Linked DNA regions of Mus musculus: region 2 is linked to region 1. A link is a contact called in public Hi-C data. All regions are on one chromosome and are shown on one strand. The core of a region is the stretch at or near the end of the contact, and the rest is flanking DNA. Distances in the headings are between cores, read along the strand shown.

What was found. Hi-C and Micro-C count contacts between places; a contact is called where the count stands out from the background.
Region 2: a Hi-C map of bone marrow-derived macrophages shows a contact between it and region 1, with 2.7 times the contacts expected there. The contact joins two enhancer-like sites. A contact is called at or near these places in 1 of 484 Hi-C or Micro-C datasets (bone marrow-derived macrophages), 1 of 115 datasets of contacts at active chromatin or transcription factors (embryonic stem cells) and 1 of 9 other capture datasets (liver).

Annotation. Positions count from the first base shown.
Region 1 is chr2:142,756,184-142,761,900 of GRCm38.p6, reverse strand. It overlaps Kif16b (kinesin family member 16B), which reads left to right. Exons shown (of 26, transcript NM_001081133.2): 13 at 2,992-3,111; 14 at 3,953-4,004; 15 at 5,675-5,717. Among named protein-coding and RNA genes, the nearest start is that of Kif16b, 140 kb to the left of the region's middle. Within about 2 kb of position 3,655, at least 72 of the 459 cell types and tissues checked have an H3K27ac peak or open chromatin away from gene starts, as enhancers often do. A contact at or near this core is called in bone marrow-derived macrophages, where this site is marked.
Region 2 is chr2:143,079,393-143,085,109 of GRCm38.p6, reverse strand. It overlaps Otor (otoraplin), which reads right to left. Exons shown (of 4, transcript NM_020595.3): 3 at 5,077-5,184; 4 at 3,397-3,955. The coding sequence ends at 3,932. Among named protein-coding and RNA genes, the nearest start is that of Otor, 3.9 kb to the right of the region's middle. Within about 2 kb of position 3,204, at least 32 of the 459 cell types and tissues checked have an H3K27ac peak or open chromatin away from gene starts, as enhancers often do. A contact at or near this core is called in bone marrow-derived macrophages, where this site is marked.

The sequences.
Region 1 (5,717 bases), core at 2,406-4,905:
TCTGCCCCACTCTTAGTCCTGGAAAACTTTCCTGGGTGCAGGCTTTGTGTGTGTGTGTGTGTGTATGTGTGTGAGAGAGAGAGAGAGAGAGAGAGAGAGAGAGAGAGAGAATGAGTAGAAACAAGTAATGCTTTTGATCTAACAGCTCCAAAGTTGTGAATTTCCAATACCTTCCAAAGTCTATAAAACTTACTATAAGTAAGAAAAAAAGTGATTTCGTTTTTCTGTAAAGAACATTACAGTGAACTTGGATGTAATCCAAAATGATTTTTCTAGTTTAAGTCAGAGCTGTTATGATTTTTTAAAAGTCCCCTTCCCTTCCCTTTTCCCTTTTTTCCCTTTTCCCTTTCCCCTCTTTCCCCTCTTTCCCCTCTTTCCCCTCTTTCCCCTCTTTCCCCTCTTTCCCCTCTTTCCCCTCTTTCCCCTCTTTCCCCTCTTTCCCCTTTTCCCTTTTTTTCTCTTTTCTCTTTTCTCTTTTCTCCCCTACCCCCATATGATTCACATTCATGGTTTTTGTAAAAAGATAATATATATGTCTCTGGAGTTAGAAGTCACTTCCCTTTTCCTTTTCCTGTCTATGGCAGAACCAGTTCATTCCCTTGGTGCCTCATTCCTGTGTGCAACACTATCATCTGCTTCAGAGACCAGACTTTTCAGTGGGACATTATTTTATAGATGGAACTTAGTGATTAAATTCTCCTCTATAATATATCTTTAAAAAAATCATGTATCTCCTTGGGTTGAAATTCCATCATCAGAAGGAAAGTCATAGATCCTACCAACTCAAGAGGTAGAAATAGGGCTTGTTCTGTGTAGAGTGCTCATTTCAGCCATGATTTGCAAGAGCCTTGGCATCATAAATCAAGGTTACTGAATCTCCCGACCTCAAAGCCTGAGCTTCCCAGCCGTGGAATGAGAGCTTGGTTGATAGGCGGAGTAATTGAAGAACAATGATATGCTTCATTTCTTTTTCTAGAATCTTAACTTATGTGTTGGTCATTTCTCTGCGTATCTATTTAATGGTTGTTAAATTAAATTGCTTTCTTCCAAGTGGTGATTTTTATATGTCCTTTTTTTTAATACCCATGTTTCTGGGTCCCTTCATTCTATAATCCTCTTATGTGACTTCAAGTCTCCAAGTGTGCATTTGAAAGCTAAATGTCGAAGGAAGTTCCTAGGAACTCCGCACTCTTCATGCCCTGTCCCTGAACTTATCAGGGACTCCTTTGAGTTCAGTATTTGAGTTTTGCCTTAACACTGCTTAAGAGGTTCAGAATCTTGGCTTAGACATGCTAGGTAGTTTGTTGTTTGCCAGACTAAATGGCACCAGAGCAATGGCAGATAATGCTGTAGCTCCTAAAATAGAAGTGCCATCAGTGATGAAGTCCTACAGATGAGCTGGCCAGCAAGTTTGGGAATCACAGGAGGCAGTGGCAAGAAATTAGTGTAGGGTAGGAACAGATGAGACCCAGCTGTACTTGTAAAGCATTATAGACGTTAGTGTGTCACTCGGCAACAGTAGAGGGCTTTAAAATCTCTGAGCAGCATTAGCTGCTCTGAAATCTCTCTGGCTACTGAAGTATGAATATAAGTGATGGTTTGGGTTGTCGGAGCAATGCGAGTGAAAGGTAATGATGACTTAGGGTTGGCTAAAATAGTGCAAGTGTTTGAGTAGTGACTTAGGGTGTATTTTGATGGTAGACTCAACACTATAGAATGTAGAGAAAGACAGGAGTTATGCATTATCGTCAGTTTTTTTCTGAGTAATATTAAGGGAGATTGGCGTTTGCCAATATGGGGTGGATAGTCTACAGGTTTGAAGGCTTTTTGTTTGTTTTTTAATGTGTTAAGTTTGAGCTAACAATCTGTTATTTCTCTAAAGATACTGAGCTAGGCAGGTATAAGTATGTATGAAATTTAAGAGGGAGGTATGTCCTATCAATTTTAACTGAAAAGTTCTCAATATGTGAATGGCTGGTAAGTCAGGGTGAGACTTATTATTCAGGGAGAGAGTGTGAGTAGAGTCCAAGATTGACAGCCTCCATAAAGTGGTTTCAAAAGAGTGGCAGGGAGGAATTTGGGAAGTGCAGGGAAGTTTGGGGTAGGTGTATCTCTCTCAGGTCTCTGCTAGACTGAGGGAGTTGTGGTTCATGTAGTTACTTTTCTGTTGCTGGATAAAACACCATGACCAAGACAGCTTGTAGAGGGAAGGGTTTACTTTGACTTACAATTCAGAGGTGTAAGAGTCGATCATAGTGAGACAGCGTAGGGCTTCCATGATGGCAGGAAGCTGAGAGCTCACACCTTCCATGGCAAGGAGGAAGAAGAGATCAAATTAGAAGTGATAGGAGCCTGGTCTCAGTGACATACTTCCTCCAGCAAGGCTGTACTACTCAAACCTTCCAAAACAGAGGCACTAACTGGGGATCAAATGTTTAAATTTGACGGTAAGACTGTGGTGGGTGTTTCCCGTTTAAACTGCCCGCCCCATGGATGGAGTGGGAAGAACTGTTAGTGGTGCAGTATGTGGGAAGCTGATACAGGGTATAGAGGGTATCTCTGATGCAGAGATGCAGAACTAAGTGAGGGAGCTGCTATCTCAAAAGCATGCTCAGTATGTTCCTGTGACCAGAGAGAAGGATTGGCAATTAAAGAGACTTCTAGCTATTAAGAAAGTACATGATCTGAAGAAGCGAGAAAGGTTACTTTATAAAGGGTGATTGTAAAGTCCTTGCTAAGGAAGATGGGCCTTGAGATTGACTTTGAAAAGGTTATATATATCAAGCTAAGAGTTTAATTCATTTTAGGTTGAACATTTTATATGTTCCAAGTTCATTTTGCCTACTGCCTGCCAGGTTTTAAAGTCCATTTTTCTTTCTGTTGTTGTTGTTTTTTTTAAGTAGTAAATAAAATCTAAACATCTAAAGACACCTAGAATGAAGTTGTCTTTCCCCCAAATAATCTATTTCTTCTCTCTCCTCCTGATTTCAGGAGCAAACTCTAGCCCTCAGGAAAGAGGGCATTGGTGTGGTGCTGGACTCGGAGCTGCCGCACCTAATTGGCATTGATGATGATCTTCTGAGCACTGGAATCATCTTGTATCACTTGAAGGTAGAAACTGATTACGTGGAACATTCTCATTTTGTTTCCAGATTTCCCCTTAGATTCTAGCAAGGGTTATTATAATACTTTGTGGCCATGAGTGCAACTATTAAGTGAAAGAATATACAACAAATCCTTGAGCCTTTGGGGATTTTTCTACAGTTCATTGAGATTCAGTGGTATCTGAAGTTCCTGTGTATATAGAGTTCTGAAGTTAAATGATGAGTCATCCGTTTTGGCTTCTTTTCTGTGGAATCATAAAAAGGAAGATAAGGGGGGAAAAAGGTAGAAAAACTGAGGAAGGAACAAGAACCCAGAACTGGGATTTGCTATGTGCACACTTGCTGGTTCCTCCTGGTTATTATTATATGGTACCTTCCTTTTAGTCAGCCTTGATTCTGTATAGTTCTCACTGTTCTAGAGGTCAGAGTTCCTTGTCAGTTACCAAGTGTTGCTCTGTGACCTCAATTTCAATAGCTTTTCTCTGGTGCCCTGTGACTCAGAATGACATTATGCTGTCTTGAGTTTTGTGGCCGCTTCATGTCATGCATCTTTGGACACAAGGAAGCCCTTGTCCACTGATCTGAGTCACCCTTGAAATGGCTGCCCGGATCTGACTGTAGAGCTTTCACTTTCTGAGCACTTTGCCTTTGCAGTGGTGCTGGTACTTAGCAGACCACAGAAGATGTCACCTGAGTGTTCAGTACCCTAAGCTCACTGAGGCCTTGTGCACTGAGCCCTTGCTCATTCTGTTGCACAGCAGGATGGATGCATCAAGATAGGATGAGAAGTGATGCAGCAGGTTGGCCTCCTGCACTCACTAACGAATACTATTGAATTTCCTTCTCAGGAGGGTCAGACTTACGTCGGCAGAGAAGATGCTTCAACAGAGCAAGATATTGGTGAGACTATCTGATCTGTCAGCAGTTTTCATAACTGTAGATAATGAATAGTCTTCTTTTTCCTGATCGGTGCTGATATAAGAGAAAGTGTTGAATGCTCAGTATGTGTATATAATTTTGACTACAACCCAGCTGAATAACAAGGATGGTTAATCGAGTGAACAAAATTAAAGTATGACTTCTTTCTGCTACCTCATGTACATTCTCTACCCTGCTAGTAAAGTTATGTAAGTCACTCTCCACCGGTCACTCTGTATTTGCCACTGTGATTGATGGAAATCAGCCAGCAGACACTGATAAAGGATCCCAGGTCCTTCAAAATGCAGAATATGGAGAGTTCTCTACAGGAAGGTGATGGCAAAGTATGAGACCACATGCCAGGGACCCATTAGAAGTCATGGCTTCTGGGTGTTCTACATTCTTCACAAGGCATACAGATCACCAGCAGGTCAGCCTGAGCAGATGATAGCCTGCACAGTGTTCTGAGCATCCCTTAGACAGGTCTGTAGGTGGAGAATGTGGTGTGAGTTGGTGTCTATGTGTAGAGGGGCACATTACAGATTGGGGAAAGAATTACACCATTTCAAGATAAGTTTAATGTTCCTGATGAGGAACCTGCTTTCTATCAAGTATATGCTAATGAGCCACTTGTCGAATGTTTCTGTGTACATTTAGTAGTACTAGAAATGAGGAGAGCCAAAAACAATTCCAGAAGCTTTCAGACTCAAGTACTTCTGAGTCTCTTTTGGCATCAAGCCCCTTGTTTGAATTACACATTTGGCTATGGGGGTAGCCATAAATGAGGGCAGTTAGTAAGTGCAATGATCGCTGACCAGAGACATCCATTGTTGCTGTCCTGCAGAGAATGTGAGAGCTCCTCCTAAGAAACTGGTTTGTTCGAGAGGCATTCACATCTGCTATTGACAAGATGGTCATACCTAATCTGATAACCCTCAGTGACTGGCTGCTTTCAGAGGTCTCAGAGTCTGCATAGGCTGTGGCAGAGGGCACCCCAGCGAAGCCTCTGCAAGCTCCTGGGACAGTGGTGCTCAACCTTCCTAATGCAGTGACCTTTCATTGTTTCTCACATTGTGGTAATCCCCAACCATGAAATTATTTATGTTGCTACTTCATAACTAATATTGCCACTGTTATGAATAGCAATGTAATTATCTGTGTTTTCCAAAGGGGTTACAACCCACAGGTTGAAAACTACTGTTTTAGGACCTCCTGGGGGCCATACCATGCCTCTGTTTTCTGTTTCTGGCAAGCATTATCTGTAAGTGCAGAGGTGCTCATGGGTCGTAAGCCTGCAGATACTTTCATTTTTGTGTCTCCCTGTGGCTGATGCAAGTTTGTCAGTGTTGAGTAGAGATTCTCTGTTAAACAAGTTAGTCAACTGTGTTGTCCTTTGGAAAGAATAAGCTGTCATGCCAGAGCTTGCTTTGTTACAGGCATATAGTCAGATCCTTTGAGGTGGCCATCAGTGGTCCTTTGTCTCTGCCACTTGAGATTACAGACTCACAGATTAGAATTTTCATACTTAAAAGATATATTACAGCACTTATATGGGAAATAAAAGGTGTGCTCAAAGTGGAATGAGTAGTTGGGAATCATCATAGCATACACCAAAGTGGGGCCTAACTTTCTCCTTTGTTTTTCTCTCCTAGTCCTTCATGGCCTTGACTTGGAGAGTGAGCACTGTGTCTTTGA
Region 2 (5,717 bases), core at 1,955-4,454, 320 kb before region 1:
TCTTAATGAGGAAAGAATTCCCCAACAGGAGGGGGGACCAGAATGACTCACTGCCCTCAAGCTCCTGCCCCCATCCATTCTCTAAAGACTGATGTGGTGTGCACAGGAAAGCGAGAGGAGGAAAACAGCAAGGATGTTGAAATCCTTTCAGCCTCAGGAGGCTTTCGCCATCACTCATATTCAGTAGCTTTTGAATACTGCTTTATAAGATGAGGGGAAGGCACAACAATCAGACTCTCATGTATACCCAGAAGCCAGAGAGCATGCTGATTCTAATTCAGGTTTCTAGGGATCTGAGGTCTGTCCTATAATCAGTTCCCAGGGACACAATAGATCAGAGGGCAGAAAGGATCACCATGCCCTGCATGGTGAACCCTATTTTCATATAGATGGTTCCCCAGAAGGTATAACCAAACAAGGACTTCCCCACTCTTGGATGAGGTCAGTCCTGGGGATAAGAGCTTATTAGCACTGGGGTGGGGGGGGGGGATTCTGCTACAGAAGCCCTCAACTTGTGAGCAAAGCTGGAACCCTGACACCAACCAGATGGTACAAGAGGTGTGCTATATGACTCCAAGAGAGATAAGGTCTGGGAAAAGGAAGTCATCAATCAAGAGGGATTAGTACTGGGAATGATGGCACACACCTTTAATACCAACACTCAGAAGGCAGAGGCAGAGAGATCTGAGTTCAAGACCAGCTTAATCTACAAAGAGAGTTCTAAGATAGTCCGGGCTACATACAGAAACCCTGTCCTGGAAAAACAAACCAGAAAAATAAAATAAAAGGAGAAATTACAGAGTGGGTAAGTGGAAAAATTATCTTAAAACTTTTGCAAGCCCTAGATGCTACCTGGAACATTGCCTTTCCTGACATAAAATGAGCTAGAATAATCCATGATGTTCTTTTGATATGATTTATCTTGTGTGAGTTCCATAAAAATTTGTCAAAATATATTCACTCAAAGTCACAGTGGTGACAGCAGAAAAAAGATCCAAGTCTCTGACTTGTCCTAAGGATTCTCCTTACTTCTTTAGTCATATTTACAGGATAATCAGATCACAGAAAACTGGGTGGGTAACCCCATGCTAAGTCCCCAAAACTATCTTTACCCAAAGGTTAAAAGGTTAAGATGAGAGAGAGAGAGAGAGAGAGAGAGAGAGAGAGAGAGAGAGAGAGAGAGAGAGATTAGTTACACACAGTCAGTGGTGCAGATTTACAATTAAACACAGAAACTCTTGTGGACAGCCCCTGCCAGGCAGTGAGGCAGGCATCAGCACATTTGGAGTCTCTGAATCTTGAACCCACAATCATTTCAACCCCACTTCTCACTTTTACCGGTAACGCTCTAACTTTAAGAAAGAAGAAATATCACAGCTGGCATCTTTAGAATTTAAGATACCATAAGAAAGGAGGGAAGAATCACGTTTGAGTAGAGATATTGGGGATAAGGTACAACTCACTGAGGGAAAACCATTTCCTCCTGATAAAGTGTGGTTAGTTTGCTTTTTTTTTAATTCTCTTTAATCCACCTTTCCATAATTTTAATATAATACTTTATTTATTCTTTGAGAATTTCACATAATATGTTTTGGTCATATTCATCCCCTAACTCCTCCCAGATATATTTCCTCATCCCCCTCCCAACCTCATGACTCCTCCTTTTTAAAAATAACCCACTGAATCCAATTAGCACTATCCATACCCTCATGGATGCAGACTCATGCACTACTACATGGTCAACCTTTCAGGGACCACAGCCATAAAGTAAACTGACTCTCCCCCACCTAGCAGCCATCAATTGTTATGGATAGCCCCCCGCCCCCCCGACTCCATGCTATAATATTGCCTGGCTTGGTCGTGTGCCGGTCTGTGCAGGCAACCACAGCTGCTGTGGTCTTATGGGTGCAAAGGTCCAGTTACATGACTTTTTATCAGAAGGATATCTGAATTGCATCTCTGATTCTAGGCTGAAAATAGCATCTCAACTGCCCAAAAGATTATAAGATTACAAAAACAAGACTAGTGCTATAACTTAGTAGACCTTCTGTGCTGCTGCTGCTGCTGCTGCTGCTGCTGCTGCTGCTGCTGCTGCTACTACAATATATACGCACATGTATATATACAAATCTATAAAAAAAACCATGCTGTTGTATCCTCCTTTAAGTGTTAATCTAAACAGACCTGTCAATCAGTTGGACAGAAAACCAGCACTTAAGAAAACTGTTCTATGTGAGGACACGTGAATAAGTTTGGAGGGGAAAGTGCCCCTTACTGGGCTGTATACCCCGAAGTTCTTCTCTCTATGTACTTGCTTCTAGATGTTCACTGCTATGTCTACAATCTAAGGTCTAATTCAAAACACGTGGTATTTCCTTCCTCTGTTTCTCTGAAGCTGCTGACAAGAGAGCTCTACTTAGGAAAGTGTGGCTTCCTTTCTGTCTCTTACCCACCTCCCTCCTTCAAGAAGCTGCCAGGAGTTTTCTTCTGGGTCTGTTTAATTTTGTTTTTGTTGTTGTTGTTGCTGTTGTTGCTGTTGTTGTTGTTGTTTCTAAAACCATGAGACTGAGAACCTGCAACTGTGGTAGGAAAACATAGAGACGTGATCATATTCTACACTAACACATTGGGCACTTCATATAGAAAGGATCACTGTCTACCCTGGAAGTAGCCTGGTATGCAATACTAACTATTCCAAGTTCATCTTCTACCTAGACACGTGATCTAGGTGGTGCCTCTCTGCAGACTCTGTGGCTTGGGGTACAGAGTACTTCTACACAGAGAGAGATGATAATGGGTGGGAATAAAAGGAAATCTCTGAGGCAAGGCTGACCACCAAACCAGAGAGGTAAGACTAAACTTATAAAGGCTCACTGTTGGCTGATGCTGTAGATGGGAGTGGAGGGCAGATTTGGGGACCTTGACTCTGTCTTCCAAGATTTCTGGCTCTGAATAAAATGCAGTTAGAGTCAGTTCCTGTGTCTGCTCTCTGGAGTTCGCTGTGATGGGCATCAAGGATTTCAGTTTTCACTTGTAAAAGGGGACCCCCTGGCTCCCCAGAAGCTTTCCAATGGATTACACTTGTCCAGAGGAATTTGTATGGAAAGAGGAAATGAAAGTAGAAACAGAAATGAAAGTAGAGCAGAGGAAACAGTCTTCAGAGTGGATTTTTGGATGTCCCCTTTGGTGACTTAAAACTTGGAAAAGAACCAGACAGGAAACAGAGAAAAGGGAAACAGTTCCAAAGCTTGCCTCCCCCTACACCCCCACCAGCCTCAGCGCACACTCGCAGACTTACTTAAATCTGAGGAAACAGGAAATGGTCATTTCGAATGTAAAGTTATCTCCACTGAAATAACATATGAAGTATTTTTAAAAGAAAAAAAATTCCAGAGACATAGTCCAAATGTTTATGAGTACAAAAACTTGTTTTATACCTAACATTCTTCTATCCAAGGGCATCAGATATAAAAAGTAACAATAGGAAGTTATCATGACAAATACATTATTAAGACTTCACATGACCAGAGAGACAAATAACAGAAAACACACCCAAAAGTCAGACTTCTAACTCAGCAAGCTTAAGGACATGGAGTCAGAGCTGGGGAGAATGACCATTTAGAAATAACTACAGATAAAACACCTTATATGTTCATCACTGAGTAAATAAAGATTCTCCTCGCTGAAAGCTAAGTATTGGGTTATAAATGACCTATATGATTCACACAGCACGTAGTCGCAGTTGGTGGAAAGACCGGGGCAAGAGTAAACAAGACTGAGTTGACAATTTCCATATCTTAGCACCTTCAAGATCCAACCTCCTGCCACCAAATAAAGCCAGGAAGGTACAGATACACAGGTTCAGTTATTTCCACTTCTTCTCTTCTTCATCACTGGTGTTTCTGTTTTATCTGCTGTTTTAATTAATTTCTTATTCACAGAAGAAGTCAATATCCTGAAAGGGGGGAAAAAGTTGAACTTTCAGGCTGGTTCCAAAAAAGCAGGTGTAGATTTTAAGTTTTAAAATAAGATTTAAAAATAAAATAAAATAAGATTTAATTTTGGATTTGGATTTAATTTTGGATTAAGTCAAGGTTGAAAACCTGAGGATTTGAAATAATTATCACTTTAAGTCAAATACTGTTTAAGATGAAGGTTTTTCAATACATGTCTAATTTGTAGTTTTTTCACAGACAGAGCACAGTGCCATGCAGCGATGACAGGTGAGCCGAGGCTGTCTGTCGGGCTGAGTTCTGTTTGAAGCATTGCAGTTCTGTTTGAAGCATTGCTTGGGAGACTCACCTCAAAATGACCATCTTGCAAAGGAGCTCAGAAAGGACCTTTTATTTCTGCCCCAGGGCAGTGGGAAGACCTCCATTTTATTTCATGCAGAAGTCACACAGAAAAGACTCGAAAAAAAATTCTGGATTTTCTAGAATATTTTGATCAACTCAAAAACAGGTGGCATTTTTTTCTCTTCAATCTACATTTCATAAATAAATCTACCTTTCATAAGACCATCAGGAAGAACAGCTTAGTAATTTTTTTTAATTCCTTTCTCTATGGACAGATGCCTTCCATTAAAATAGAAGGAGTGTTGTGTTGTATACTTGAACCATACTGAGTCTCCTTTGCTACACACGCACACACAGGTGTGTGCGCACTTATGACATGGGAAGAGAGTTAAGTATAGGTGGCAGGTGTGACTTGTGAGTCAGCCTGTTGGGATGATCATTTTATAGTATGTATTTACCTCAAAACTTCAAGTTGAATATCTTCAATATACAATTTTACTGGTCAATTATATTCCCAGTAAAGATAAAATACAGTTTTCAAAAGTTGAAACATTTAAAGAAAACAAACTTAGATAGAGTGATTATAATGTGTGAAGAAAGTGTGCCAACCTCACAACGCCGACAGCCAATATGACATTCTACATGTTACCAACTCATAAAAGTCACTGTTGGCCCCTATTTTGTACAGCATATACTGTAAATTGAAGGACATATTCTCAAAAACAAAGTCTACATTACCCCGAAATCTGATTCATCCTCCAGTCACCTCTGAGATGCTTACCGTGGTTGGGATCTCCTTGGTGGCCTCCTGGTATACACGCTGCTCCTTCACCAAGTTGCTGGGGAAATAACCTACAATTCCCATCTCATCCTGGTGGTCACCATAAACCTGTGTGCCCAAAGCAGCGGCAGTTAGGGAAAAGCTGATGGCAGGGCTTTTGAGAAACTCCTCTCCTGGTAATGAAAATTACACAAGCCAGTGCTCCCTTTAGCTGTGCATTCCAGGGAATTCAGAGCAAATGTGAAATTCACTGGCAGCATCAGGAACTCTGAGCCTCACTACCTTAACATTACTTCTCTTTCTGTACTCTCGTACTTTGCCTGAAATCATCTGGAATCTATAGGAAGTTAAGGTCAATAAAAATTTAAAGCAAATGGACTCCCATTTTACAGTATGTGTACTTTCCACTTTTTAGCAATTCAAAGTGACATATAGTAAGTACATCCTGACTGACACCTTCATCGGTTTTAGATGTATCTCTTGGATGACATCACCCATGCTTCATCCCTCCCTGGACTCTGCTTTGGTCTGTGGGTACATTTTAAGTCAAGCAAGTGGCTCCTGCAAAATCAAAGAGGATTTTCCCCTTTAGACTGACCAGTCACACACAACCCTTGGCAAATCCTCTTAGACATTTTTTG